Regions from separate parts of the Ovis aries genome. Here region 2 is linked to region 1. The links are chromatin contacts, called in public Hi-C maps. All regions are on one chromosome and are shown on one strand. The core of a region is the stretch at or near the end of the contact, and the rest is flanking DNA. Distances in the headings are between cores, read along the strand shown. Region 1 has its middle 39 kb from the start of GPT2. Region 2 holds the start of GPT2 (glutamic--pyruvic transaminase 2).

Evidence for each region. Hi-C and Micro-C count contacts between places; a contact is called where the count stands out from the background.
Region 2: a contact with region 1 is called in a Hi-C map of mixed tissues, with 3 times the contacts expected there. The contact joins the promoter of GPT2 here to the enhancer-like site in region 1. A contact is called at or near these places in 7 of 16 Hi-C or Micro-C datasets (blood, hypothalamus, liver and 4 more).

What each region holds. Positions count from the first base shown.
Region 1 is chr14:14,819,307-14,822,760 of ARS-UI_Ramb_v3.0, forward strand. No RefSeq gene overlaps it. Among named protein-coding and RNA genes, the nearest start is that of GPT2, 39 kb to the right of the region's middle. Within about 2 kb of position 1,630, at least 7 of the 54 cell types and tissues checked have an H3K27ac peak or open chromatin away from gene starts, as enhancers often do.
Region 2 is chr14:14,858,271-14,861,838 of ARS-UI_Ramb_v3.0, forward strand. It overlaps GPT2 (glutamic--pyruvic transaminase 2), which reads left to right and starts at 1,761. Exons shown (of 12, transcript XM_004014968.6): 1 at 1,761-1,876; 2 at 2,110-2,373. The coding sequence starts at 2,131.

The sequences.
Region 1 (3,454 bases), core at 380-2,879:
GGGATCTTCTTTGTGACGTTTGGGCTTTGGTTGCAGCATGCAGACTCAGTCTAAATTCCCTAACCAGGGGTCGAACCCACATCCTTTGCATTGGAAGGCAGATTCTTAACCAGTGGTCCACCAGGGAGGTCCCTCTGCCTTTTGTTTCTCTACTACTCCATGCAGGCAAGCTCTTCTTTCCTGGTGTTGGGGAGGTGGCTGAGACAACAGAAATACTGCATTTGATTAAGTGTGGCAGCTGAGGGAGTGCTCCATTTGGACCTCCCTTGTAAAAGAACTTGCCATTCAGCCACAAGCAGAACCTTTAGCCAAGAGCCTCCAGCGATACCATCTTCAGGATCTGTGCCTTTCCTGGTCTGCTACCAATCAATTCCTGGGCATGCAAGGGGGTATGAGGGCCTGGTCACTTCTGCCCACTGCATAACTCTTCTAAAGGACAACCTTTGTTTTAGAGTTTCCATGGGATTGGCTGAGAATGTCAGCTCAGATTGTGGTGAGGCCCCCCTGTATCAGACATTGCCCTCTCCGCTAAATAAACCTCTGGTACTCCAAATCCATCTCAGTGTCTTTCTCCTTCAGGAGTTAACTGAACCATCGTGTCTCACTGGTTTAATCCCTGGTAGAAACAGATGCTCTTGCTTCACACAGATCCCTTTGGATGCCTTTGTAGTGATTTTCAGCGTGTTCTTCTAACACCCAGAACCTTCAGCTGAGCCCAGGTAGCGCTCTCAGAGCCTTGGAGTTAGCGCTTCACCCTAACTGAATGTTTAGAAGGTCCAGGTCCTGTATAATGCCCTGCTTCCTCTCATCCCCATCCACCTGACCAATGAATGGCAAGTTAAGAGTCTCAATGCCAAGCCTCTTTGCCTCCAGGTAGACCTTCTGAGAAACAACCTACCTCTCAAAGTTCCTCCGAGGGGTCAGGCTAACACTGCCTTTCCACAGAATTCTGCCTGAGATAATATCTTGCTGAACTTCTCTCCTTCTCTGCCCTGCTTATGCGCCCCTACCCCTTCCCATCTGTCCAAGGATTCCTTATTACACTGCTTTCATGTGAATCCTCCTCTAAGGGTGTGCTTCCCAACCAAGAACCACAGCTGAGGCCACAGCAACTGTCAAGTGGCTCTCTCCTGTGGAACAGTTCTTCTGGGTCCTCTTCTGCTTTTTGCTCCATCTGGCCTGTGAGTGCTAGCTGCTTCCGACTGTCACTAACTCTACAGTGCTTTCCTGGTCTTGACTGTTTCCCTGAGTCCCTTCCCATCCTTTCTGAGTAGCCCTTTCATTAAACTCTCCCCAGCCACCCCTTTGAAGCATGCTACCTGTTTCCTACAAGACTCCTGAATCATAAATGTGTCCATTCCAGGATTTCTTTATAAAAAAGATTATGTAGCATCTACGAAATTCATAGTAACCTAGAGGTTTGAAATGAGACACAAATTTTATATTGTGGAATGATTGCCCTTTTATTCCATCCAATCAGTTAGATTCTGCATCTATAATAAGATAAATTAGAGATAATATCAAAAGCCTGATTTTAAGGTTCTTCCTGATGATAGGGGTAATGACCTCCTACTTCCATTTGGCTCCCCAAATGCCCTTCAGCTGGAAACAGCAAGTAAACAACTTGCAGAAGGTGACATCTGGCACTAGATGGCAGTCATACCCACTGGTGCTGCTGCTCACAGAAGCCTGCAGGTTCGAGTCACACAGTCCAGCAAAAGCAAGTTCACCTGCCAGCTCTCCACTCGTAAATCAGGGTTATTCCACTTTCCTCCAACATAGAAGCAGCTTGTGGTTTTTCAGAACCTTGGGCCTGAAAAGGCTCCTATTTGTATCTCCTTCTATCGGCCCTCCCTCAATACATCTATTGCTAGACGCTTGTCTTGCTGTATCTCAGTATTCGCTGAACCCACAGTAGTCAAGGCGAGAGCGGAGAAGCTGGAAGAAAACTCAAGGAGCCGTAGGAACTGCAAACACGTTTGTTTTCTCCTGACTAGCACAGCAGCTGTAGCAGCAGACATGCTGTATTCTCTCACAGCTGACCCAGCAGACGCAGCCATAATGCAGTCACAAGGGCTTTTCAGGTGGAGCTTATATAGGCAAACAGAACAAAAGCGGCCTGTGGCCAAGAGAGTACATTGTGACACGCATATGCAGTGCTATAAGTGATCTCAACTGTTACATAACCATGTATTTACAAAACGTGGGGCGAGAGGCTGTGGGGTGAGAAAGCCTGACCACAGCTATCTTGGCTAATTTGCTGTTTGCTTACAACACTCAAGGGCTTCCCTTGTGGCTCAGCTGGTACAGAATCCACCTGCAGTGCGGGAGACCTGGGTTTGATCCTTGGGTTGGGAAGATCCCCTGGAGCAGGGATAGGCTACCCACTCTAGTATTCTGGCCTGGAGAATTCCATGGACTGTATAGTTCATGTCGACGTTCACTCTTGCCATCTCCTGTTTGTCCACTTCCGATTCGCCTTTATTCATGGACCTAACATTTCAGGTTCCTATGCAATATTGCTCTTTACAACATCGGACCTTGATCTATCACCAGTCACATCCACAACTGGGTGTTGTTTTTGCTTTGGCTCCATCCCTTCATTCTTTCTGGAGTTATTTCTCCACTGACCTCCAGTAGCATATTGGGCACCTACTGGGGAGTTCTTCTTTCAGTGTCCTATCTTTTTGCCTTTTCATACTGTTCATGGGGTTCTCAAGGCAAGAATGCTGAAGTGGTTTGCCATTCCCTTCTCCAGTGGACCACATTCTGTCAGACCTCTCCACCATGACCCATCCGTCTTGGGTGGCCTCACAAGGCATGGCTTAGTTTCATTGAGTTAGACAAGGCTGTGGTCCGTGTGATCAGATTGGCCAGTTGTCTGTGATTGTGGTTTCAGTCTGTCTGCCCTCTGATGCCCTCTCTCAGTGCCTACCGTCTTACTTGGGTTTCTCTTACCTTGGATGTGGGGTTTCTGACAGATGGCAAGAGTGAACGTCAACATTCTAGGAATCAGTGAGCTGGATGGACTGGAATGGGGGAATTTAACTCAGATGACCATTATATCTACTACTGCAGGCAGGAATCCCTTAGAAGAAATGGAGCAGCCCTCATAGTCAACGAAAGAGTCCGAAATGCAGTACTTGGATGCAATCTCAAAAACGACAGAATGGTCTCTGCTCATTTCCAAGGCAAACCATTCAATATCACGGTAATCCAAGTCTAGACCCTGACCAATAATGCTGAAGAAGCTGAAGTTGAAAGGTTCTATGAAGACCTACAAGACCTTTTAGAAATAACACCCAAAAAAGATGTCTTTTTCATTATAGGAGACTGGAATGCAAAAGTAGGAAGTCAAGAAACACCTGGGGTAACAGGCAAAGTTGGCCTTGGAATACAGAATGAAGCAGGGCAAAGGCTAATAGACTTTTGCCAAGAGAATGCACTGGTTATA
Region 2 (3,568 bases), core at 511-3,010, 39 kb after region 1:
AAATGATGACTAGACTTGAAGCAGCTGATCAAATGTATAGTTCAATATATGATCAATGATTGTAATACTGTAACTCTAGAAGGCAATGGCACCCCACTCCAGTACTCTTGCCTGGAAAATCCCATGGACGGAGGAGCCTGGTAGACTGCAGTCCATGGGGTCGCGAAGAGTCGGACACGACTGAGCGACTTCCCTTTCACTTTTCACTTTCATGCATTGGGGAAGGAAATGGCAACCCACTCCAGTGTTCTTGCCTGGAGAATCCCAGGGACGGGGGAGCCTCGTGGGCTTCCGTCTATGGGGTCACACAGAGTTGGACACGACTGAAGCGACTTAGCAGCAGCAGGTATGAAAAGATGCAACAAGAGGGAATACTCTCCTGGACTATAACTAGAAGACAGGTGTCCAGAGATCTTTGACTATTAAGACCTAGTCCAGTAATAGCACATTGAGTGTCTTATCAACAAAAACCTTCTTCAGAACTGGGGATGAGCCTTCCCAGCAACGTGGGACAAAATGGTTATGAAATGACCCCCAAAGTTTGGTAGGATTTATGACCACAAGGGGGCCATGTCAACAACAAATCGGCACTTACCAAGAGCATTGACAGTAACAGAACAAGGCATTTGCCATCTGCCTCTGCGGAGATTGAACCCCATGCTGCAAACCATCATGGTGACATCAGACCCTCATGACTAACAAAAAACCCTTTTGTAAATTGAGTGCTTCATGGTATTGAACATCCCCTTCACCAAAACCTTATATATTGACTTTCCCCCACTGCCGCTTTGGAGCAGTCTCTCAGAGCTATCTGAGATGGTGCCTTCCAGGCTTCAGTCCTCATTTTGCCTAAAATAAAACTTAACTCACAACTCTCAAGTTGTACATCTTTTTTCAGTCAACAGCAGGTACCTTTACAAAAAAAAAAAAAAAGCTACAAAAAGCTGAGCATCCATTCTCAACAAACGTTTACTGAGTTCTTACTATGTGCTGCTAACACTCAGAGGTTGTGTGAATACGTTGTGAACACAATGAACGAGAAAAACGTTGCCCCTGCCTTCTGGAGCTTACATGGTTAATGCGGGAGCCAGTAAAAAGTATCTAAATTTCTGATGCTAGAAAGGAAATTAAAAGAGGTAGTGGAGGTGGGGTAGCGTTACAAATGGAGCTGTCAGGAAGCCTGACCACCTGGTATATACCAGCTGTGTTGGTCCTTTAATTTTCACGACAATCCTTAAAGGCTGAGAGTTGATCTCCCTTTTGACAAGAAAACCGACGTTGAGACGGGTAAAAGTGGCAGTCAAGTCGCAAACTCCTAACCCCCACCCCACCCCTGCTTCCTAAACAGCGGCCACTGAACCCTGGATGATGAAACTTGGGGCGAGGACTGCACCATCTCTCCGCCTATGTCTTTGCAGATGTTGGGGAAAGGGTTGTGTGGGGGAATGCGGGATGCGCCTCCAGGGAGAAGCACCAAATAGCTCTAAATTCGCAGAAAGCCGCGAGGAGAGCCCCCGCCAGACCCCCTCCGGAATCCCAGACCCTTCAGCCAGACAAAGAGCCCGCCCAGCTCACGGCAGAGCCAGACCCTCGCTCCCGCCTCCAGCCCGGCCCCCAGATCAGGCCAGCGCGGGGCACTATGGGACTTGTAGTTCAACCAGTTCGCCACACCTGTTCTGAAAAACGACAAGGGAACTACAAGGCCCAGGAGCCAGCGGGGAGGCCCGGGCGGACTCGCAGGCTGTGGGTGTGTGAGCGCTGGGGGCCCGGTGCTGCGTGCGGGAGCTGGGATGCGGCTGCCGGCGCCTGAGCCGAGGAGCTGCCCTAGGCGAGCTTTCTAGCCGGACTCGACGAAGGGGTGACCAGGCGGCGACAGGCACGTTGCACGCATGCACTGGGCTCAGCCTTTGCAAAACCCGGTTGTGCAGCGCTTTCGCTCTGCAGCGGCGAGGTGCAGGGTCCGAGTCGCCGGGGGATGGGCACCCGTCCCCGGAGCCAGGCTGGCACCTCTCGCTGAAGGAGCCCTTAGCTGAGCTTGGGGGTGGGTGCCCGCGTGCCTGCCTTGGGCTGTGCGCGACGTGTTTGTTCTCTTTCCCTATTTGTCCCAAGGTTTCACTCGGCGGCCGCGCGATGCAGCGGGCGGCGGCGCTGGTCCGGCGGGGCTGCTGCCCCCGGACCCTCGGCCCCTGGGGCCGTAGTCAGAGCAGCGCGGCCGCCGAGGCCTCGGCGGTGCTCAAAGTGCGGCCCGAGCGGAGCCGGCGCGAGCGCATCCTTACGCTCGAGTCCATGAACCCGCAGGTGAAGGCGGTGGAGTACGCGGTGCGGGGACCTATCGTGCTCAAGGCCGGCGAGATCGAGCTCGAGCTGCAGCGGGTGAGCGCGGGCGCCCGGGCCCGCGTGGGGCGGGAGGGCCCTGGGAGGCCAAGGGGCACTGGTGGGGGCGAGGGGGGAGCAGTAGCAGCTGTCGCCTCCTGGGGTCCAACCGCTGTACTTCCTCCAGCCGCGTGGCCAAGCTCCTTCATTCTGCCAATCTTGACTGAAATGAGAGAATGCCCTCCCCCCAACCCTTCCCTCACTAGTGCCCGGCACCTGGCACAAAGTAAGGCCCTCAGATATGGTTCACTTGTTGAACTGAATTCATCAATTATAATTGAGTGGCCCTTAGTGCCAGGCACTGCCTGCTATGTGGCTGTCTTACTTGAGTGGAACCAAGATCCACTGGGGCGTGAGCGTGAGGACAACGACAGGCAGGAAAGACATAAAGGAGAATTTCAGAGATCACGTTAGGCACCAGAGGTGCGATGAAGGCTCTGAAGAGACCTGAGTGTTCTCCCGAAGCTTTTTCTCTCTCTGAGACCTTCTGGGTCATTCTTCCAGGAATGATTCCCTGACAAAAGTGGTCCCGCACAATTCCTTCCCCTAGAGCCCCTTTGGAACCTTGACTGACACCCTTATTTTGTTCTCTGAGGAAACAGTCGCCCACAGTGGGTAGCAGAGGCTTGGGCCTTTGGGGCCTTGGCAGGGTGGCCCTGGAACTTTCTTCCTCCTGGCGGCCAGCAGACTGGAATCTTGAGTTCACAGCTGTATATAAGGTGACCACACACCTGGTAGTGATTCCTGTCCCCCTACAACGAGGTGGCTCTGATGGGTGAAAGAAACACCTCTGTAGTTTACCAGAGTTCTAAGGCTGGTGGAATTCAGGAGGCAGGGTCCAGAAGGGGAATGTAAAAAATTGTATATATTCCTAAGATTTATAGGAGCAGATGAAGTAGTCACCCAGCTGCTTGCTCAAGGTAGTCCTAACCCAGAAGGGGGGAGGCTTCTTTGATCTCACTCTCATAGGCACCAGAACTGAATGTCCTGGGGGTGAGTTGGACACTTAATGGTCCTTGAATGCTTGGGAAGAAGCCATGATGGGACCATGACTGTAACATGGGCACTTCGGGGCGTTTGATGAGCTCACGGCTCGCTGAGACTTCATCAGGACACCCAGTTATGCTGACTCAAAACAGTGAGTTGAATAAGTGAAGTCCAGTGTCTCCCTCTGACTCCTTGCAAGGCCAAATTT